Linked DNA regions of Mus musculus: region 1 is linked to region 2. Evidence: chromatin contacts called from public Hi-C data. All regions are on one chromosome and are shown on one strand. Each heading gives the region's core, a stretch centred on a gene start, on an enhancer-like site or on the middle of the called end of the contact. The rest is flanking DNA. Distances are from core to core; before and after follow the strand shown. Region 1 overlaps Tbxas1 (thromboxane A synthase 1, platelet). Region 2 overlaps Hipk2 (homeodomain interacting protein kinase 2).

Region 1 (6,622 bases), core at 2,060-4,559, 270 kb before region 2:
AGATGTGACCTGCAGTGTAAATGAAAATAAGAACATTGATTTACAAAGACTTTTCTCCTGTAGATTCAGGGACCGAATGGAAACATTAACATTTTCTTGTTTTGTCAACAGAAATGAAAATGGCTGGCTCTGATTGTTATGCTCCAGCAGCATCACGTGATATTGATACCCCTCCTCCCCCCATGGCTACTCCTGTGTTGTACAAACAGAGTCTAGTGATGTCTCCTTTCTCTCTAGAAGCAGGGAATTAGAAATCTTTTAAGCGTAGGGGGAAATACAGACATAGGAAGAAAAGTTCCCAGGCACCGGGACTCTCCAGGGAGCACAGACCATTGCATGAAACGGATCTGTGGGAAATGTGATGACCTCAGCCCTGTCCCTTGACCACAAACTGAGGAGCAAACCCCACCTTGAGGCACATGGTCTGGCTTCTCCCTGTTTGTACTGGCTGGTTTGTGTGTCCACTTGATACAAGTTAGAGTCACCAGAGAGGAAGAAGCCTCAGTTGAGGAAATGCCTCCATGAGATCCAGCTGTAAGGCATTTTCTCAATTAGTGATCAAGGAGGGAGGGCTCAGCTCAAGGTAGGTGGTGCTGTCCCTGAGCTGGTGGTCCTGGGTTCTATAAGAAGGCTGGCTAAGCAAGCCAGGGGAAGCAAGCAAGGAAGCAACACCCCTCCATGGTCTCTGTTTCAGCTCCTGCCTCTAGGTTCCTGCCCTGTTTGAGTTCCTGTCCTGACTTCCTTTGGCGATGAACAGCAATGTGGAAGTGTAATCTGAATAAACCCTTTCCTCCCCAGCTTGCTTCTTGGTCGTGGTGTTTCATCACAGCAATAGAAACTCTGACTAAGACACTGCCATTCCTGGGGTCTCCCTGCCTGGCTTGGGTGTCCCTGTCTGGCCTGTGGTCTCACTGCTTCCTCTAACTTCTCTCAACTGAGGGTTTGTCTCTGAGATTTCATAGTGGGTTCCTGTGGGAAGCCACAGGGCCTGGATGTGGGGTGTGTGTGTGTGTGTGTGTGTGTGTGTGTGTGTGCTCATTCATGCACACACTCTTCTCTTAAGTTCCCTGGCTTATGTAGCAATGCTCTGAAAGTATTGTGTGCTAGTTTTAGAGAATTTGGCAGTTAGAGGCAGAAATACATTCATAGCTTAGAAGAAGCCACGAAGAGCATGGACATGGCATCTATTTATATCCACATTAAAAGACAAGAGCCAGAATTCATCTCACACAAACAAAGGGACTATTGCAGGTGTGCCTGGGCTGGAAGGCCAAGGCCATTAAGGAATTAACTGAGGGGACAAACAAAAGGAGATACAACACTTGCACAGGCATAGTGCACTCATCCACATAGCACACACACACACACACACACACATACGTACACCACATACATACATACACACATATACACCACATATAACACACACACACTCACTACACATACATACACATACCCCACATATCACACACACACACACATACATACACCACATACCACACACATACATACATACACCACATACATACATATACACACCCCACATACATATATCACATATCACACATACACCACATACATAGACCACATACCTCACACATACCACATATATATATCATATACCACACGCACACCATATACATACACACACCCCATATACATATACCATATACATACACACCACATACCATACACACACATACCATACCACACACACATACATATACTGCACACACATACATACCACATACCATACATAAACATACCATATTCATGCACACACACCACACACATATATGCACATGCACATATGAACAAACACACACACACACATCATCATCACCATCACTACCACCACCACCATCATCCCTCTCCACATAAGGCCCCAGGTTGAACGTCACCGGCCGTGCCAACCCTCTGTAGGATCTTGCCTTTACCGAATAAAAACCATAGCATTTCATCCTGTGAGGTTCTGTTCTACTCATCAGAGATCCCACATCTGCATGCCATTCAGTCCTCAGAACTGCCCTGAGAGACGCAGGCCAACCTTTGTCACCTTGTAATGGATCTCTCCCCCCCTAAGCCTTTTGGCCTACTACCTACCTTGGCCTTCTTCCCCTCTTCCAAACCAAGACACAGGACATTCCAGAACTCTGTAGTGCTCTGTGCCCCACTCCTGTCCCAGCCATTTCAGAAGTACCTGACAGAGCAATGGTTTTGTCTCCCTGTCCCCTATGGCTTTTGTCAGTGGCAGGCTTAGTAAGCAGGCTCCATGTCTGAGCCATTTCCTCAGAGTTGCCTGTGATCTATCTGTGTTGAGCGTAGCTGTAGTTGTAACACCCCCTCTGCCTCTTGCTGTTTCTTTTGTGCTCAGGATGGAACCCAGGGCATTGTACATACTAGTCAGGGATGCTGCCACGAAGCACACGCTCGCGTGTGCCGTCATTACCGTGCATACATAGCCATGGGTCCATCCTGTCCCTTATGGGTGTCTCCCAGTTTGAAGGCCACCATGAACAGAGCTGATGTGAATATTCTTAACTATGGTTTGGGGTGAGCTTGTACACAGGTTCCTGGGGTATGTGTCCAGGAATAAGCGGCAGGGTCCTAAATATGTGTGGCTCAGTAGCAGTAGATATTTCAAATTCTTCTACAAATGGGTTGTGATGCCTGAAATTTTGGGGATGAATCCTTAAAAAGGGAGCAAGTGTTCCTATTTATTCCAACTCCATGTTTCCCCCCATGGCTTCCCTCGACCCATTTTGACAGTCTGAGATCTAGCAATTTGAACCATCCTGGGAAAGGGTTGAGGCAACAAAATTGGGTGCTGTTTTGGGAGTTGAATTGTTTATTCTACTAGTGTGTGTCTTGGGGTGGTATAGGGGGAGATGGGGACAGATCAGACATATCTAAAAAAAAAAGTATATTTTAAAAAAATTGTCCCAATTATCAAATGCAGTGAAAGCACTCATGAGCAAAAGTGCATTCTGGCATCAAGCAAATTTACGCTTTTGAATTAGCTGCTGTTTTATAATATTTAGCATTCTGTCCTCTCCATTAGCATGAATCACTCAGAGCTGATTGTATTCGATGCTTAGAGAAATAAGCCCTTTTGTAAATGATCGTGAAATCACCCGGCCTGCTCTCTGGGTGTGGAGGAAGAGTGGACTGCATTTAATTTGCAGAGAAAATGTATTTATTCACTCATTCCACAGATAGGCATTGCTTAGCAGCCTGTGGGAGGTGGGGAGGGTGGAGAAGGGGAGATAAGATGCAGTCCCAGAGCATATGGGATTCATTGTGTGCCGTGGAAGCCATTCATTTGTTCATGCAAAGATTTATTGTTCTGGTGGGGCCACTGTTGGCTTCTGAGGAGTGGAGGTAATACAGTGAAAATGGTATTTTTTGTGATCTGACAAGGACAGGAAGAATAGATGGAGTAGGAGGAGCTGGGAAACAAGGCAGCGGGTTATTGCAGAAACAGTGAGCTCCAGGCACAGCCTGAGAATGTAAGCTAGGCATCTCCATCTTGGTGCTGTCTGCTGGGGCTAGGATGGGGTGGGGTCACCCCCGAGACATTCTGCGTCAATTGGTGTTGTTTTCCAATCTCCCCAGGGGATTCTCACATGCAACCTGGGCATCACAACCACTGTTATAAGGGAAGAGTAGAACGGGGGGGGGGAGGCTTGGGAGATAGAGGTCCACAGGCTTCACTGCTGGTGACTGAGAGAAAGATGGAAACAGGATCCATGGGGTAGATAGAGGAGGCATTGGTTCCTAAAGATCTATGTTAGGGCCCCCACCCTACCCCCTAGGGACAGCAGCTTGTACCTAGAAGTGGGGAGATGAAACCCAGTCACACAAAGTATCTGTGCCTTTGGGAATTAAGAGAGAGAAAAGCAGAGGGCCTGAGCCTTCGCTACTGCCCACTGGAGGTGGCTGGGTCACTAGAAAGTATGGGACTCTGAACAACGTCTCAGATTGCTGTAATCTGGCTCTAAACCCTCTCTGACAGCCCGTGTATTCGAGGCTCATCCAGGAAAGCAGCAGCCCTGAGCTCTCTGGAAGAAGTGAGAATGCAGGAGGTGGGGCTTAGAGGGAGGTCATCCAGTTGTTGGAAGGTTGACCTTGAAGTGGGTAGAGGGACCCCAGCCCATTCCTCTTCTGTTAACATCTCAGCCATGAGTTGAAGGCTTCACTCCACCGAATCCTGCTTGTTCTAGGCAACCAAGGCCAATAACCAGGACTAAGCCTCATCACTGGGAGCCCAAACAGCCCTTCTTCTCTTTACTAATTGACCTTCTTGAGTATTTGCTTTTGTGACAAAAAGCTGATGAGTACATGGGTCACCCCTTATCAAGGGCCAGGGTCAGGACTATGGAAGGTTAGTGCATTGCCAGCTAGGGGAGGAGCTGGGCCAGAACAGATACCAGTGTGCAGACCAAGGGTGGACAGAAGACGTGAGCAACAGGGAATAATATGAAACTCACATGTCCTGTGTCCTGCAAGAACTGGGAACAGACCGAATGCAGGGAACAAGAGTGTGTCTGTCACGTGCCATAGGTCACGTATGTGGCAGGGAAATGCTGTGTGCTATTAGCAGGTACCTTTGTTAATGGGTCGGTGACCCCAAGGTGCCTTCACCTCTGAGTTGGTCTGATGTGCCAGGGATGTGCCTCATCTGCTCAAAGACAGTTCTGTGACCCTAGCATATTTTAGTCACTCTGACAGACCAAGTAAATGCCACGGGAAGGGAAGGAGGAGTGGTCCACGATTTACCGTCCACCCACCCCTACTTCCTGTGTGCTTTTTGTTGATAATCTACCCTGAGAGTCAGAGTAGGTCACTCACTGTTTGGAGAAATGGTAAACACAGATAAGAGCTCTGAGCACTGGAATTTATTTTTTATCCACTTGGCCTAAAAGCCACTGCCTGTTAAATTTAGACAGCCGGTTCTAGACCTCTCCCGCCCTCCTGCTTCCTGCCCCCTCTCTGCCACCTTGCCTGGAGCGTGCTCTCTGCTGGTTGTGGCATATGTGATATATTCACATAGCTTGGGCCAGAGTCAGCCTGTCTGGATGTTTATCAAAATGTATCATTGGAGGGCCTGGGAGACAAGAGCCATTTCCTCTGGTCTCCAGCTCAGTTCACCAGTGTAGCAGCAGTAGCCAAAGGCTGCCCAAATATTTACCCAAACATCCTCCCAGGCAGAGCTCCTGGGCTTCTGTCTCACACTGCCGTAGGTGATCCTTGTCCCACAGCATGTCACAGCATTTCCAGCAGACCATCTTAGGTTTGTTTGCAAGGTCACCTTCCACCTGCCCAGAATCTATCATTAAATGGCTCCCCCACCCCACCCCACCCCCGTCCATGAGTCGTAAATCCCTTTGCAATCAACTCTAAGATCAGAGAAATCCTTCTTGTTGACCTGGAGTTCTGTTGCTTTGAATATGACTTCAAATAAATGAGCCATTGTCTGGGCTCAGAATTTTCTGGGAAAAAAAAATCTCCACCATGATGAGATTTATTAGAATAGGAATCTCCTTACACACACACACACACACACACGTTCAGATCCCTATTGTCCACTCAGTCTGTTTTCAAAGGTCAGGGTATAAGTGGGGGGTAGGGACAAGTCCAAGCCAGGCATGGAAAATGCTCTCCTCCATTAAGATAAACCCTTGTTGTCCAAGAGTAGTATCTAGAGGCCCAAATAGTATCTGGTACCAGATTGTTTGTTTGTTTGTTTGTTTGTTTGTTTGTTTTTCAAGACAGGGTTTCTCTGTGTAGCCCTGGATGTCCTGGAACTCAGTTTGTAGACCAGGCTGGCCTCGGACTCAGAAATCCACCTGTCTCTGCCTCCCGAGTGCTGGGATTAAAGGCGTGAGCCACCACTGCCTGGCTCGGTACCAGATTTTAAGAATCATTGAGAATTGAGGCTCTTTTTATTTACTTACTTTGATTTTATATGTATGTATGTATGTAAGTATGTATGTATGTATGTATGTATGTATGTATGTATGTATGTGTCTGCCTGGCTGTTTATTCAGCAAGTGCATTCACTTGCATGCAGTGTCTGTGAAGGCCAGAAGAGGGCGCTAGAAACCCCCCCCCCCCCCAGGACTGGAGTTGCAAGCCACTTTAGACATGATGGAAACTCAAACCTGGTTCCCTACAAGAACAGTATGTGCTCTTAACTGCTGCACGACCCCTCCAGCCTCTGCAGGCATTTTTGTGCACCAGCTCAGGAGAAGAGAATTAGACACCAATATTCTTGCTGACACTGGTTATCAATCATGGGACACTTGAAAGAAAACACGAGAGGAAACCCCCAGGTTCTAGAAATGTAAACCTGTCTTGAGGAACCACAGGCCAGACAGGTGAAACAGCTCAAAGTGCTCAGCAAAGGAGAGGCAGAGGCAGCTTCAGAGCCTAGGCCAAGAGATGCAGGCTCAGCAGCATGCTTTCTGCGAATAGTGCTAGAGAGGGACGCATTTAACAACAAAACCAGCGTAAGAAAACCCAGCTATACACGGCCGGATGTGTTCTCTTTGCTCTGTTCTCTTTCCCCCTTTGTCCCCCACTTTCTTGCTTGGCGGTGTTAGAGATGAAGATTCCTGGG
Region 2 (5,992 bases), core at 1,703-4,202:
CACTGACACATGCCAGAGAGGATGTTAGGTACAGTAGGGGCTCAGAGATGAGGGGAAAGTGGCAGATCCTGCTGTGAAGGAACACAGATTCTTGTGGAGGCAAGAGCCTTGCATGTCCCTGTTCAGCTAAGGGACCTAGAGGCTGGGGCAGACACATCTGAGATGACTAGGGGAAGCTTCTATGAGAAGTAGCAGCCTAGGTAGATCCTGTAGGAGGCAGAATTGGCATGCCTGTCCTGTACCCCAGCAGGACCCTCATTGCTAACATCTGCTCACATAATTTCATGTTTATCTGGTCTTGATCAAATAGAAGTCTCTTGAGCCTCGGTGTGGATCTTACGCAGTGCCCTGGTAGCAGTACAGTGCTTATTGTAGGTCCTCAGTGGAAGATATGAGTAAATAAATGAGTGTATGTGTGAGTGAAGGAGGGTATGTGGTGGGTGATAACACTGCTGACATCATTTAGGACTGAACTCTAAAAGGTCTCCACTCCATAGCAAGTAAAATTAGAATCTGGAGTAGTAGCCACATTGTACCTGACCCTGAACACTGGCTCTGCCCTAAATCCAAAGTCTCATCAGGTAGGGGCTGAGACAGGAAAGTCAAGAGCAATTGAGCATCTCCAAGAGAGGCTCCTAGAAGCATCCTCAGCTCGGAATGAAGAAGGAATGCTGGAAGACTACACACAGGGAACTCTAGTCTCCTCCCCATAAGAAAAGAGCTTACCATAGCATACTCAGCTTGGCACATAAACATCCAGGCTACATCCCGTATGCTTCTTGGAAAGTCAGAAATTTTCTAAAGTATGGGAGCTTTTATTGTAGAGATCTTTAAAGGTGTTCTCTGGTGGTGGCAACTACATCCTTAATTTTCGTATAAAGCAAACAAGTTGAATCTGAATTCCCAGAAACAGAGATACTTCCTTTCATAGTGTTCAGCATTCAATAGAGATGTCTTTCAGTCCTGCCTTGTTTACACACATTTTGGTGAGAGAGGAACTAAGGGAAGAAGGGGTGTATACCACTGGGTTTTCCCAGTACATTTTTTGGCTTTAAAATCCAGCATCCTTTGGCTTTGGAAGTAGATTTGTGGTTTGGTTTAATTGTGGGGTGTTGAGCATTTTGAAAATGTACCGCAAACTTTCAAAATCAGCTAATAAAGCCATTTGGAGGGACCAGAAAAACAGGGCCACCTCCTCCCTCCTCCTTCCACCCTCCTCCCTCCTCCCTCTTCTCTCCCTCCCTCCTCTCTCCTCCCCACTCTGTCCACCCTCCTTCCTCCACCTCCACTTAGCCTGTCCTCAGTTTTGCAGCACAAAATTTTATCATCAAAATTGGCCCAAACAAAAACTAAATTTAAATAAAGTTTCAAGTAAGTCAAATAATGCAGCAAGACTGACCCAGTTGAAATTTGCAGGCCGTCAGAGCTGTGTTTATATCAGGAAAGGTGTGTTGCCAGCTCCTGTGTGTAAAATGTGCCTAAAATAGAGATGGAGATTGGCTGTGTCATGCTGTGACTCAGCGTGATTTTATTCTACAGTGAGTTAGTGCCAAAAAAAGGAGAGATGAATACAGTATGACCATGCTCTTTACAGGAAGTTCATGGGGCAGGAAAAACTAGATGCAGTTCCTGTGTAACTTAGTGGCCCCCTGGTCCGGTGACAGTCCTATGGGAGTAGACTTAAAATGATATATTCAGGTCATTCTGCGGAGCCTTGTCTGGCAGGTGGCCACACACCCAAATGCGAAGTTACCTGTAAGATATACCTTGTTCTGGGAGCGGGGAATATAGGAAGCTCAGGTAAATGTGTACATATTAAATGAGACAGGATTCTGTCTTCTGAAAAATTCTGGACCATTTTATCCCGAGAGGTTTGGGTTCTTTTGGGTTTTTTGTTTGTTTGTTTATGACTTTGCTACATTTGAACCATTTAGCAAAGCCATTTTGGTTACCATCACTGACCACTCTTGTTCCTGGGGGCATCGGACACTCATATCTGTCAAGCTCTGTAGTTTTCAGAACACATCCAGCAACCCCTTATAAATGTCATCCTCTCAAAACTCAAGGCACTGTGTAAGGAAGGAGTGAAGTCAGCAAAAGAAACTTAATAAATGGTCCCTACCAGGGGATGACCAGACTTCTTATGGCTTGCTGCCCTGTCTGTGCCCCAGGAGTGTTTGGTAGCTCTCCTATCAAGATCTACGTCTTGCTTGAGCTTCCTGGGCAATAAGGTGCCTTGGGTGTAAATCAGGATCCATGTGTGAAATAGCTATGGGGGTGGAGCAGGGTAGGGCAGCAGCCAGGCAGGCACACAACAAAAACATTGCTGGGGCAGAAGAGGCATTGCCTGGGACTACTTCCCTATGAGACTTCAAAATGCTAAGCCTATGTTCAATTCAGATTAATGATTTTTGGAGGGAGGAGCATTTCTGGAGATTGGTTTTCCTTTGAAAATTCTAGATTCACCTTTTCTTTTCAATCAACTTTTTCCAGTAGACTTTGTTCCCTGGGGAACATGTCCATGTCAAAACGAGTCTTGATAAAAGCACCAAGATGTTAAATATTTATTTTAAGTTAACTGCTCTGCTTCTGAGAGGTTAAAACGCAAATGTGTTTTCATGCAGAGCCTTTCACTAGTCGGCTTAAGCTTCCCAAGCTTTCTCTTTGGCACTGCAGTAAGCCAGCTAACAAACTGCATTCCTGAGATGAGCTGACAAGGGTGCAGAAATGAAGAAATAAACAAAAAGCCATGTTAATTTCAAGCTTCACTAAGAATACAAAAAGTAATATTAACAGTTGCTGAATGACAAATAATGAAATGGCTGGAAATTTTTAATGCTTCTAGCAAGCTTTTATAATCTTTCATGGAATTTTCTCCCTGTCAGGTATAGCACATTTATAGCCAGCAGTGTGTTAGACAGTTTTGATAGGCTGTTTAAAGATGGATACATCCGAGCATGTGAGTGTATCTATATATAATTCTTTCGCTCCATTCCATATGCTAAAAGTAGCCCTTTCTCCTTAGCCTAAAATCTTCATAATTGCTTATCTGTTTAAATAAAAGGTATTTTATTCAGCCGGAGGGTGGTCATACTGTTGTCATTTCATTGTTACTATTGGCTAATAAATACATACAAATATATATGTGTGTGTACCTCAGGCTTGTGTTTATTTCTGGTTTCCCTTATGGGCATAGACCTTAGAAGTCTACCCTTACATCCTAATGTAGTAATGTATACATTAAAAAATAGTAAGGAGCTGGGCAGTGGTGGAGCACTCCTTTAATCCCAGCACTCGGGAGGCAGAGGCCAGCCTGGTCTACAGAGTTCCAAGATTGCCAGAACTACACAGAGAAACCCCCTGTCTCAAAAAACGAAAAAGTAAGATTTTGAAATGTGTACTTACATATCAATTAATAGGGCATGAATAATTTAGATTTCTCTCAGTTCAATGTAGCACGTGTGCTTAGAGTATGCAGTGTACAAGGAGCTGTGGGAGGCATTTCCTGGCACTGTGCTGCTCACCCTTTCTTCCTGGTGTTTGATTGTAGAGAGAAGGAATAGTGGTGGCTGAAAGGAAGGGGAACTTGGCATCAGTCCTGAACCAAACAGCAGGTCTTCTACCTTCCTGTCACCCTGCCTCTGTCATAATGCCCACAAACCCAGAAAAAAATGCCTGTCATCCACTCTGAGAAACCAGCATTAGTCCTTAGCATACAGGAGGTCCCTGGCAGATATCTCTTGAAGAGCAGCAGGGCAAACAGGAAGATGTAGTGGGTGCTGAGATCTGGTGAGAGTCAGTAATGATGATGAAGACTGCTTAAGGACGCAAGGCAGGGAGTAGGCAGCCAAGGAAATTGACATGGGTGAGCCTAGAATTCCATGCCAGGGGAAGTAAAGTAAGGCCTGCAGAATGACCATATATCCATTCCTTTATCTACTGTCTCGGTGCCCTTTTTTTGGTGGTGATAGGGTAGAGTTGACAGGGTTGGCCTGGAATCTACAGTCCTTCTTCTAAGCCTCCTAAGCCCTTTGTACTGTGTAGGCAGAGATGAATAGTTGGCCACAGAAAGGAGTTACAGCATATACAGCCTGCTGAGCTGAGTTGCTTTTTACTTTTCAGACAGTTTGCTGGATTCCGCTGTAGAGGAATAAGGCAACGACGACGAGTGCAGCTACCTCCGGGCGGTGTTCTAAAGCACCAGTGCTTACTCGGTGCTCTGTTGACCAAGGACTGGCCTAATTGGGAAAGTTAATATGAGAGTAATTGAGTAGAATAGAGCTGTGGGAAGGGTCTGGACATAAGAAACCTCCTATAAAGATATTGCAGCCATCAGTTGAGGTATCTTTGAACACAGAATATCCTTTAAGTCGTATCTGAAACAGCCTGGCTCAATGTCCCAGTTCATGTCACCCACATCGGGGTCCACCTGCAAGCTCTTTCTCACACCCTTGCTTTGTCCTTGTGGTCTCTGAGTTAAACAGTCAGGTTTAACTCAGTGTGTTGCTTGCTTCCTGGTGACATTGCCTTTATAACTGTTCTTGGGCCCCAAGTGACAGTACCTGAGCCCACCTTTGCTATTCTTCTCCTGCCATCTGTGTGTAAATGTGTTTTTTTGTCTCCCTCCCGAAGGTTCCTTGAAGGCTGGGACTGCGCTCACACTCCTGTGCTCTCAGGGATTAGCATAATGCTTTTCACATAGCTGGTCCTTTCTGAATGTTTGATGATGGTACAGCCACTGAGCAGGATGGATGTGTAGGAGAAAACATACCCTCTCTCGTTCTATAAATTAGTCAGAATACATCAGGCTAATAACAGTAAGAGTGAGCATCTGTCAGTCTGATGCACCAACATCTATCAGACAAAGCAGTTAAACCCATGTCAGTCATTTTGATACAATAAAACTAAAATTAGACACAGGATAAATACACTCAAGATGAGAGCGTTTATCCCAGTGTTGGTTTCAAGACTGATAGAAGCAGAAGCTGAAGCATCCTGGCTCTGAAATCTGGTCAGTAGACAGCTGTTCAGTGGGGAGCCAGTCTGGGTGGCAGGAAGTAGAGGGCTGGGGCTGGAACCCCGAGACCATGTCTAAGGGCTGTGAAATATAGAAGTTTCAGGAATGCAAATAGAGTTTTGTTTAGTAATATTCTTTAGTGGTTTTAAATGTTAAAAATCTCAGTGAAATAGTTAATTAGCTCTAGCAACTGAAGTTTAAAACAGAAGATTAATTGATTATTATGGCTGTGCTTATTTTTCTTCCATTTGTTCCAGAAAACCAATGTTGGTACACCAAGTTTGCTTCTTAAGCCTGACTAGAACCATTCTGCCTGGAGTCCATTCTTCTTTCATCTTCTTGTAGCTTGTGCAGTTTCGCCTCTGAAATCCTTTGGCAGTGCTTTCTCTAAACTCCTGCTATCCCAGGCTCATCCTGCCCCAGGACTGTGCCGGTTCTTAGGGCTCTCTCTTCCCTTAACCCACCTAGGCAATACCATATAGACAAGGGTTTAACTTTTCTTTTTTTTTTCCATTTTTTATTAGGTATTTAGCTCATTTACATTTCCAATGCTATACCAAAAGTCCCCTATACCCACCCACCCTCACTCCCCTACCCACCCACTTCCCCTTTTTGGCCCTGGCGTTCCCCTGTACTGGGGCATATAAAGTTTGCGTGTCCAATGGACCTCTCTTTCCAGTGATGGCCGACTAGGCCATCTTTTGGTACATATGCAGCTAGAGTCAAGAGCTCCGGGGTACTGGTTAGTTCATAATGTTGTTCCACCTATAGGGTTGCAGATCCCTTTAGCTCCTTGGGTACTTTCTCTAGCTCCTCCATTGGGAGCCCTGTGATCCATCCATTAGCTGACTGTGAGCATCCACTTCTGTGTTTGCTAGGCCCCGGCATAGTCTCACAAGAGACACCTACATCTGGGTCCTTTCGATAAAATCTTGCTAGTGTATGCAATGGTGTCAGCGTTTGGATGCTGATTAT

The links. Hi-C and Micro-C count contacts between places; a contact is called where the count stands out from the background.
Region 1: a contact with region 2 is called in a Hi-C map of cortical neurons. The contact joins two enhancer-like sites. A contact is called at or near these places in 1 of 15 datasets of contacts at CTCF or cohesin (the NIH/3T3 cell line), 2 of 484 Hi-C or Micro-C datasets (cortical neurons and nephron progenitors) and 3 of 115 datasets of contacts at active chromatin or transcription factors (embryonic stem cells, epiblast stem cells and oligodendrocyte precursor cells).

What each region holds. Positions count from the first base shown.
Region 1 is chr6:39,058,053-39,064,674 of GRCm38.p6, reverse strand. All of the region lies in intron 9 of Tbxas1 (thromboxane A synthase 1, platelet), which reads right to left. It overlaps 1700025N23Rik (RIKEN cDNA 1700025N23 gene), which reads left to right. Exons shown (of 4, transcript NR_040523.1): 4 at 112-796. Among named protein-coding and RNA genes, the nearest start is that of 1700025N23Rik, 6.2 kb to the left of the region's middle. Within about 2 kb of position 3,309, at least 21 of the 459 cell types and tissues checked have an H3K27ac peak or open chromatin away from gene starts, as enhancers often do. A contact at or near this core is called in cortical neurons, where this site is marked.
Region 2 is chr6:38,783,576-38,789,567 of GRCm38.p6, reverse strand. All of the region lies in intron 2 of Hipk2 (homeodomain interacting protein kinase 2), which reads left to right. It overlaps 4930502C15Rik (a long non-coding RNA gene), which reads right to left. Exons shown (of 4, transcript XR_003956279.1): 4 at 1-5,992. Among named protein-coding and RNA genes, the nearest start is that of 4930502C15Rik, 49 kb to the right of the region's middle. Within about 2 kb of position 2,952, at least 40 of the 459 cell types and tissues checked have an H3K27ac peak or open chromatin away from gene starts, as enhancers often do. A contact at or near this core is called in cortical neurons, where this site is marked.